2 separate regions of the Pogona vitticeps genome follow, and region 1 is linked to region 2. The links are chromatin contacts, called in public Hi-C maps. All regions are on one chromosome and are shown on one strand. Each heading gives the region's core, a stretch centred on a gene start, on an enhancer-like site or on the middle of the called end of the contact. The rest is flanking DNA. Distances are from core to core; before and after follow the strand shown.

The links. Hi-C and Micro-C count contacts between places; a contact is called where the count stands out from the background.
Region 1: a Hi-C map of blood shows a contact between it and region 2, with 3 times the contacts expected there. The contact joins the promoter of LYSET here to the promoter of GOLGA5 in region 2. A contact is called at or near these places in 2 of 2 Hi-C or Micro-C datasets (blood and muscle).

Annotation. Positions count from the first base shown.
Region 1 is chr1:331,956,119-331,961,139 of PviZW2.1, reverse strand. LYSET (lysosomal enzyme trafficking factor) reads right to left here and starts at 1,526. Exons shown (of 2, transcript XM_072986595.2): 1 at 1,279-1,526.
Region 2 is chr1:331,668,987-331,674,278 of PviZW2.1, reverse strand. It overlaps GOLGA5 (golgin A5), which reads right to left and starts at 3,454. Exons shown (of 13, transcript XM_020802214.3): 1 at 3,211-3,454; 2 at 4-614. The coding sequence starts at 568.

The sequences.
Region 1 (5,021 bases), core at 277-2,776, 290 kb before region 2:
GACAACCCCTCCTCAACAACCTCCAAAACCCATAGAAGGCAATGTTTCGCACATATGATTGTGATTTCAAAATGGCACACTCAGGTTGGCTGACTTCAGTCTTCTATAATTGACTATTCTTTTCTCTTCCTTCTCTTTGGCCCAATGATGTGTTTCAATGTACAAGACATAACACACTTAAAATATAAGCAAAGCACAATTTCTATTAAATAATCCAAAACAAGCACCCAACCTTAACAACAATGTGACATTCCTTGCTAGATGATTGTAAGACTCTCACTGTGACATTTTCAAAGAATTAGCTCTGTCAGTCTATCTCACCAGGTAAAATAAAACAAAACACATATGGCATCTTTACAAAGTGTCTGAGGAAGTGTACTGTAATCCACAAGAACTCACACTAACGAAATCTGTTAAGTCTTCGAGATGGCATATAGCACTTGATTTTGTTCTACAGCCAAGAATCCCATCAACTAGCACACGCAGGGCAGCCAACTAGAAACTGGACAAGGTTTCAAATGGCAAGAGTTCCAGTACGCACATTTGTGAGAAGGGTCAGCCTCTCCTGTTGCTAAGAACCCCACCCCACCAAATCTGCAGTAGGTGGATTACAACACAGTATTGGTCTAAACATTTTCCAAATACATACAGTATCCCAATCTACTGGCAACTATATCTTCAAGGGAAGGCACACAGAACCGTTCACCAACACAACACAAAACAAGTTGCTCTATCTGGCATTGCAGAGATTGATGTTCAGCACCCGTCCACAGAAGATGCAAGAGTCAAAGTACCTGCCAACAAGCGAAGATCCGGAGGTCCTATCAGTTCACCAAGTCGAGAATACAACTTCCAGACGGAGCCTATACAGGACAGCCAGACACTTCACCGCCCTTATTTTTTTTTAACCTTTCCTTCCTCTCAGGCCTGATTTAAGAGAGGGCTGGACCCCGGCTTTTTAACAGCTGGATTTCATTTTGGGACACACGAACGGGAGCACTCCTAAGCATATGCAGAGTGCATTTCCCACGAGCACCACAGACTCTCCCCGAAGTCTTTGTTTTTTTGGGGGGTCTGGTTACATGAGAAGGGGAAGGCCGTCCCCAGCCCAATTTTGTGCACTTTTTCTTTAAGCTGCTAAGCAAGCGCACCCTCCCAGGGAGAGCAGCTGCCCCCCAGGAGGCTCCTATATCAGCAAGGAGGGGGAACCAGCCCACCTTCTTTTTCCCTCCCCAGCAACGATGCACTTCCAAAGCAGTTCTCCTTCCCAATCCTCACCTTCCTCTGTCGGGGAACAAGGTATGGGGCAGAGAAAGGAAGGCCAGGCACGGACGGGACGGGACGGGCGGCCCAGTCACATCGTCACCCCGCTGCCCCGGGCCGAGAGGAGGGCAGAGCGGCTCCCTCGCGTCTCGAGGCACTCTCTGGGTCCCTCCAGCGCCAGGGCCCGGCCATCCCTTCCGTCGCTCGCCCGAGATCCGCCTTCGCTCAGCTCTGCTTCCGGGTAGCGCGCGCGCCCGCCCGGGCGAAACCTCATTTGTCGAATGAAGCACGAAATCATGCCTCATGATAGAGGGGGTAGTTTTTGTCTGCAGCATAGACTTCCGGGTCACGTTTCAAAACCAGGGGGGAGGAACGCCCTCTGCCCTGGTCACGAGCTGCTTTAAGCTTCTGTGTAAATCTAGAGACTCTCCTGCTCACCCTCGTGTTAGAAGACTAACAGCGACAGCAGCTCCCTCTGGGCAGCCGTGGGGGCTCTTTGGTTGAGGGTGGCCTGTATACCCCGCCCTGAGTCCCGGGCGAAGTCGTCCAGGGATCTTCCCGTGCTTTTTTATTGTTATATTTCCCAACAACCCTACGAGGTAGGCTAGGCAGACGCGCAAGATTATGCAATAGACTTCGTGGCTGGAATTATTTCCATAATTATTCGAGCCATTATTTTGTAGCGTTAAGTGTTAGCTCCTTTTTTACACCCTGCAATTCCAGTGACTGCCTCAAGTGGGGAAATAGGCTTGCTTGTTTGCTTATAAAACCATCTAATTATATTTCACAGGCCTCAGAAAATCTCGTTAAGATTTGCTAATCTGGAAGCCCTGTCAATTTAATATAATCCCGTGCCATCAAGTGAATTTTGACTCACCCGACCCTTTTTCAGGGTTTTCCAGGTAGAGAGTACAGTACTCGGAACTGGTTTACCGTTGCCTTTTTCTGAAGCAGCCCTGGCACTGTGCAGCTTTGCCCACAGCTACACAGGCTGGATCGTTGCCAGAGAACTCGAACCCAGCACTGGTCTAACCTGAATTCAGATTTGGCCAGTAACAGATCTACTGACAGGAAGCACCCTGGTGAATCAAACTCCCGACCTCTGGCTTACTTAAACCACTGAGTTATCCAGCCAGTTTAGGGTGGCTATCAGTTGGTTTTGACTTCATAATACATAGTTGGAAGCAGCCAGATGACACAGAACAACAACAATCACAGCCATTAGCCTTTCTGTACAGTTATTTCATTTGTGTTTCTAATATGGAGCAATTTTTATTTTCTGCAAGGAGGTGATCTACTGCTAAACCAATGACTCGGCACTACACTTGTTTCTTAAAAGAATTTTCAGGGACACTAGGATTGTGTCCCTGAAGTCCATAAACATCCCACCCCAACTGTCTATGACATCACAAAACCACCCATGGGCATGCCTCCAAGTCCTTTTGCAGAAGGAAACAAGTCACAGTTGCTTGAGTTGTTTGGCATGAAAAACGTAGAAGCCCACAGCGGCTTAGCCTATAGAAATTGAAGAGTTGAAGAATTACTTAACTATATAGCATTTCTTCAAAATGCTGTTCAAATGCTTCAATTTGGGGGCGGGAGAAACATAAATTGCTAAATTATTGCTATGGCACCCTGCCTTATTTTCTGTAGTCATCTTTGAGCAGAAAGTGTCATGATTAGAGATTGGGACAAACTGCCAAAATGGCAATTTGTTTTTGGTTTGTGGTTCGTCAAGGTTGACAAACCATGAATTTACTAACGTTTTACTAATGGACCTCAAATCAGTTTGTTGGTGCTTGTTTTTTCTTTAGACAGCTTTAAAAACAAATCTGATCCCCCGCCCACCCCCACAGGCTGCCCCCTTCCCAGTGCCCCCATCACCTTCCTACCTGGTCCTGCTGCCTCTTCTGCCACTGCTGTCACCACCACTGCCATCTTTGCAGATGATGGTGGCGGCTTCCATTCTGGCAGCCTAGGCCTTTCCTATCTGCCTATGGGCCTGCTGATGAGTGCTCTGCCCTAGGCAGACAGGGCAGTCTAGCCTAGCCTTCCCTCTCTAGCTATAAGGACGAATTTAAAAAATGTAAATATTAATCCCTTCGGATTTGTCGGGAATCTCCGAAATGGATGATTCTGAAGCAACGAATAGTCGAAGAATCAGAAATTTCTTACGAATATTACAATTTGTTTTTTTTTATTTGTCTCCATGTCTAGTCATGATTGTTCTCTTTGTTTAGTCCCAGCCTTTCTTTACCTGAGTCACAGTAATTTTTCTTCTGAGCATTCTCAGTATCCTTAATTAAGCCAAGAATGTCGGTGTTACAAGGTGCTGATACTCTTATTAGAATATTCAAAACATAGCAAATATACAGCTCAGCCCACTCACCCATGAAATTTTTTATTTGATGACTTTCTGCGTTTTATACACAAGCCATCAATTTAAACATTAATAAGAAACTTATTAGCAATATTAATCATAGTAATTTGCATTAATAAGAATAAATAAGAATATAGTATAAAATGATGCAGTGTTTTAAATTCTGGCATGATGTACTTTATTTTGTTCTCATCTTTCTTGAGTCCTTTTGTTTGCAAGAAAGAGGAACTGCAAAACTAGAAAATAAATAAATAACCATATAGCCTTACTGGCTGGAAAGATGGCCTCTTGGCTCAGCAGTAACCTAATTTATTCTTATTCTAGAGCAGAGTTTGGGGAGGTTACTTTTTAAAGGCAGTTATTTTATAATTCAACACAGAACCCTAATTCACAAGTACTAATGTTGCCCCCCCCCAACATTGTTTATAATGTACTGTTAACTTTTTTTAAAAAAATCCTTTCAAAATGTTAAAGTGGCCTAACACTTGAAAACATTCACTAAAAACCCTTCTAAAATATAATTTAAAAGTAACTGAAAAGTAACTAGAAAACATATCACATCAGTCAGTCAACTCATGATGTGACTTTTTAAATGATATTTTATTACCATTTTTTCATTGTTATACATAGCGATGTTATTTTATTTATGTATTATTTCATTTTATTAACATCCCAACTTTTTCTCCATTCAGGAATCCAAAGCAGCTTACAAAATGATGGGAAGAAGTTGGCAGATACATAAATTAGCATATTAAATATGCAGTTTAAAAATAATATTAAAGGCGATTAAATGTTAAACAATTTTGCCTGCTGCTGGAACTCACCATTTTCAAGTCTACTTCCAGTCACTGTCTTATGTGGTGCTGTCAGCAAATTAACAGCATACTGACTGAAATGCTGTTGGTGGTGCTGTGTGTAATAAATGCCGATGACATCATTAGCAATATTAATCTTTAATTTAACTTAATTAAAAACTTCCTATCTCTCCACCTCCCCGGACATTCTGAAGTTCCTTAGGAGTTTGTTTGTTTGTTTGTTTGTTTGACCTCTATACCGCCCATCCGGCTGCAAGGTGGTTACACCATGGTAAAATTAAAACACTAAAAAAATCAAATATAATGATTATTTTAAAAATAAAAACGAAACTAGTGTGAATTAAAACCATCTGGGTAGTGAATTTAAGCTAAAAAAAACAATCTTTCTCCCATACTTGTTCTGAATTCTAACAAAGCCCACTAGGTGGTGCACAATACCAGACTGACAAATAATATCATAAGTGTTAGACATTTAAGAAAACCAACAACTTGTGATTGATTTTAAGATCTAGATTTCTGGTCTTAGCTTTTCTGTAGGTGAATTGGAATAAGATTGAAAAGTG
Region 2 (5,292 bases), core at 2,205-4,704:
TACCATTGCCTTGGCTCTGAATGGAAACATCTTCACTGGTTTTCAAGCTCTGAGAACTTGCCGACACGGAGCTAATGCTTGAAGTCCGAGAATGATTTTGAGCAGCGGCCGGTCTGGTTTTCTCTTTTTTAAGCTCTTTTTTCCCATTTGGTTCTTTTTCAGAGCTATTGAGAAAATCAAACAGGAGTTCATCACTGGGTTCAGATTTTTTCCTTCGCACAAACTGGGAAGAGGGCCTGGGAGTGGAAGCCATGTCAGTGGAAGGAGAGGCTTCCACAGATGCCCTAGGTGGTGCTTTAACATTGGCAGTCCCTGCTAGGATTGTTGCCTTCTGGTGTTTAATGTTTTCTGCTGCTGAGGATATGAAGTTGGATTTAGACGATGCCTGAAACTGCTGCTCTCTGCTCTGTGGTTCGAGCCTGGAATATTCGCCGACGTCATCCAGGCGACTGTTGCTGTAGATCACGTTGCCTCCTTCCTCCTTCTTGCTTAAGGCAGATGCAGCACCTTGATCTACTCTGTTGAGAAGATCCTCTGCCTTTCCAGCCAGTTCAGCAAGCCACGACATTATTGATGTCAAAGACTACACAAAATCCAGTCATCCAATTTTCACCCTGGAGGGATAAACATATAAGCAATCGTGATTTTAGATTAGGGAGACTCAAATCAAATGCCAAATTGCAAGCAAGCAAGCAAACAAGAGAACTGAGAAAAGTTATCAGGCAAAATTCAAAGAAAAAACAAAACAAGACAAAAACATGTGGCACCTTAAAGACTAACCATTATATTTTAACATGAGCTTTTGTGGATCATGTCCACTTCTTCAGATATATGGAAAAAATGAGATGCAGAATGAAATAAAGAAATCACAAGTAAAACATTCAAAACATTCACTGGCTTAAAATATAAGTCTTTAAGGTGCCACATGTTTTTGACTTTTTTTGACTTAAGAAACCGAGGCTTCTTCAATCCATTTTTCATTCTGCATTTCTTTTTCCCCCCCACTTGTTTGAAGAAGTGGACATGATTCCACAAAAGCTCACATTAAAACTTAATAGTCTTTAAAGTGCCACATCTTTTTGTCTTGTCCTATTTCTTTGGATTTTACTGGATATGCCTGTACAGACTAACACAGCTATCTTGTCTAAAATTATTTAAAAGGTTATTGTTCTTTTAGTACAGTTCCCAGTATCCTCCACCTAGCACTGATTCTAAGAACTATAATCCAATACTAGTTTTTTTCCATGCTCTGGAAATAATGCATTTTACCTGCAGGAGATGGATTTGGGACATTATTAAAGGCAAGCAAGTGGGAAACAGATCCACAGGGCACAATCAGTTGTGAAGTCTTTTTGTAGAGGCCTCACTGAAATTAACTGGAGTTGGGCAAGCCCCAAAATTAAACATGCTATTTTTTAAAAAAAAAATGTACAATGAAGCTGAGTAGAACAATAGGTTAAACTGTTAGAATAAATTCTCCCAAGGAAGAACTAGGCACAACAATGATTACATATTTATAAATGACAGTGCCATCTATTTGACTCTAACAACACACAGACAAGAATATGAATACAGATTATTTACAACATTTACAACAATGGGTATTACAGCATCTATAGGACTACAAATTTTATTTGGCATAAGTTTGTGTTGCTTACACCTCATTCCAACATCTGCAGCTGATGAAGTAAGCTGTAGTTCATAAAAGTTTATGCCAGATAAAACACTGCCTTTTTAGATGCCAATAGATTCTTTATTGTTTTGAAAATAACATATTCTGAAAATAAATAGGCAGAAGCTCATATCTTCAAGCTGCTATATACCTAGAAATTACAGAAATCTATTTCACACAATTAGTTCATTGTAGTTTCTGATCTTCCATCTGCTTTGAGAAATTTGTTATAGTTGAAAGAAAGGGTCTTGGAAAGGGAAGAGGAAAACAATTACAATAATTGAAATAATAGCAAAGGAAAAGGTACTGAAGAGGGGAAAAGAAAGGAAGCAAATTCAGGTAAGCAGAGGAGAAGGATCTTTATGGCATGGGCAGCTTCCTGTAGGTGATTATTCTCTGTCAAATAGGAGACTAGGCCTTCACTATGACTGATATCTTACTGGGAGGCAGTGGCTTCCCGGTGGCCTTTGGGGGGATACAGCTCTGCAGCCTCAGGTCAACTGACAGTTGGAGGAGAGTTCTTTCTTCAAGGAAGGCAGCCTTGATACTCCACCTTTCCTGGTCAATAGATGGAGTCAGCTTGATCCTGTCATCTTAAGCAAATGGGTGTACCAGAAACCAAATCACAGCAGCTATTTCTCTCTACTATCAGGAACCACATTGCTTGTGCTCCACATTTGGACAAAGGCACTCCAATGGATAGATGCAGCTGTGCTGCTGGAGGAAAAACACACTCCATAAACTCACTGTCAGGCAAATATTCTTTGGATTTTGCTGGATATACCGGCACAGATTAGCATGCCAGGATCATGTTTAAACAGAGAATGCCTGACACCATTATTTTAAAAAATTGCACCCTGGGCATATCTATGTCACTGTGGGTAGATTTTCTGATAACACTGGAAGATCATGCCCTGTTTTGGGGGGGGGGCAAAACATGTGGGTGTGTCAAATGGCTGGTGCATGAACCTTACATACTGACCTAAGCATTCACCAACTGTGCATATTTCTGTCATCAGCCAGTCTGCAATACTCTGGAAGTGTGCCTATTCTCTTTAGCCCTTACTGATCTAGGTTTTACAGGCCAGCCTAATTTCTATTTTTAAAGATCACCAGCGCTTTTAAATCCCTCTCTGCATTTCCTCTTCTGTGCAAAATGACCACTTTCGTCTGTAATAGTTATTATTAGTGACAGTATCAGGCCCGTTGTAGAGTTGCCACCTTTTTGTGTGGGTAGGCTCCCTTGCCTTTTCCAGCTACAGAAAAAGTAAGGCTTCCAGGGAAAGTACATCTTACCGCTGTCCCCCGATGAGAAAAAGCTTCACCTGCTGAATCACGACCTGTCACAAGAACCTGTTGCCAGAAAAGAGGGAAGAATCACCCCTCTAGGTGCCAGGCGCTGTACAAAACTGAGGACTAGAGATCACCACCATCACTAGGGATCAAGAAGTTACATTTAGCTCCACCATGTCTCTCCTGCTCTTTATGATTTTCCACCGCAATCTCCTTCACCCGGTCCTTTTTAGGCCGCTACTCACCTTCAGCTCCAGTTTGTCTCCGCCCCTGCCCCGACCTCGAAAGCCAAGAGTCCAGATCGGGCCCAAAAGGAGGAAAAGAAGGACGCAGTGAGACAAAGAGCGCCGGGCACAATTGCCAGGCCGCAGGCTAGGAAAGGCGAACCGGATCCATCTTCCGGGAGACGTGGCCACTAATCCGCGAGCACAAGGACCCAGCGGTGCCGGCGTGAGCGCAACCTGTGCGGAAAAGAAACAAACGCGCATGCGCAAACCACCAAAGCTCCTTAAAGGTAACTCTGGAAGAGCGTAGAGATAGAAAAGTAGAGTCATGTTGGCCGCAGAGGAAAGTAAACCAGACTGCTAGCGGACTTTCTATATCTCCAGTTCGTTAGCAGGAGAGAAGAACTAGATCTATTTTAGAACGGAAGTGGGCTTGTGATCGCCACCTTTGCATTTCCGCTTTTAAAACGAAATTATTTTCTACTTCCACTTCGAGGCGAAGGGTGTAATGTTCAGTGACACATTTGTCGGGTTTTTTCCCCCCCTCTTGTTTTCAGGATAAACTTTTGAGCTTTCGGTTGTTGTGGAGTTTTCGGGCTCTTTGGCCGTGTTCTGAAGGTGGTTCTTCCTAACGTTTCGCCAGTCTCTGTGGCCGAGCTTTCCTTTCTGAACTGTTCTACTGCAATGTTCAGAAAAGTTACTTCCGTGACTACGACTCCCAGAATATCCCAGCCAGTAACGTCGGAGTTGTAATCCAAAAAGTAACTTATCCAAGCCATTAAACGGTATCATTTGCTCTGAAAACGAAGTCTTATTTAATTCAGCTGGGCTTAATTCCCAAATACGATGTAATTCTCAATTCACCTGGAACTAAGGCCAATTTAAGTCTATGGGATTTACTTTATATTCAGATTTTCCAGGTGAACTCCTTTTGCCAGCACTGTTATATATCTAACATGCAAACCTATACAGTATATGAATACACATCTATGTGTATTCAGAATTAAGTTTCATTACCACTGGGGCTACACACTTGTCAGGCATATAGGATCCAAGCCTTAAGAGACCTCTGGGTAGATTGGGTGGCATAGAAATTAAATAAATAAATAAATAAAATAAGTTAAGAAATAGGTGGTCATATGATTTTATTCAGTCATTAATTATATTTCTAACTTCCTTTTCTTCCAACAGGTTGGTGTACCTAGCTCTTTGTCATTTGATCCTCAGTACAATCTTGTGAGGCAGATCAAACTGAAAGGGAGTGCCTGGCCCATGATCCTTAAATGAATTTCATGGTTCACTTAGTGACCTGCACCTGGATCTCCAAAACCCCAGCCCAGCCATTTAACCATTTTCTGTCCCACATGCCCAAATCATAGAGCCAACATATGCTCTGTGACACTGGGTATTAGGTGGCAGCATTTGCTGTTCCACCTCAGAAGAAACAGAATTTACTTTTCAGTGGAAATTACAGGATTACATGATGAGTAAATTCTTAAATCTCATTCGGGATAAATGTGACATTAATAAACAATAAATAAAATTGCATCCAACCTATGGTGACCATACTAGGGTCTTCAAAGTACTGTACAGTGTATGTGCTAGATCAAATTGAACCAAAATTGTCTATCGCTGGAGACAAAAATGGTGAAACTGTGGTTGTCCTACTTCGGGTGCACCATGAGAAGACATGATTCTCTGAAAAAGACAACAACGCTGGGAAAGGTTGAAGACAGCAACCTTCTTAGCTGGCTGGATAGCCCAGAGAGTTAAGTTTCTGGTTGCAGAGCCAAGGTTTGTGAGTTCAATTCCCCACTGTGCCTCCTATGAGTAGAGCCAGCCTGTGTGGCCTTGGCCAAGCTGCTCAGTCCCAGGATGGCCCCAGAAGAAGGAAATCGGAAGCCATCTCTGAGTATTTTTTTTACCTGCAAAACCCTGAAAATAGACATAATTCATAAATTAGAATTGACTTGACGGCACATAATTATTATTTTCAGCCTTCTTAAATGGTTGTTTGTCTGAACACGGAGAAAATTCTGAAGTCAGTTTGGAAAGATTTAGATTTCCTTCAGTTCATACAGCTTGTTTTGAGTCTGAGAGAAC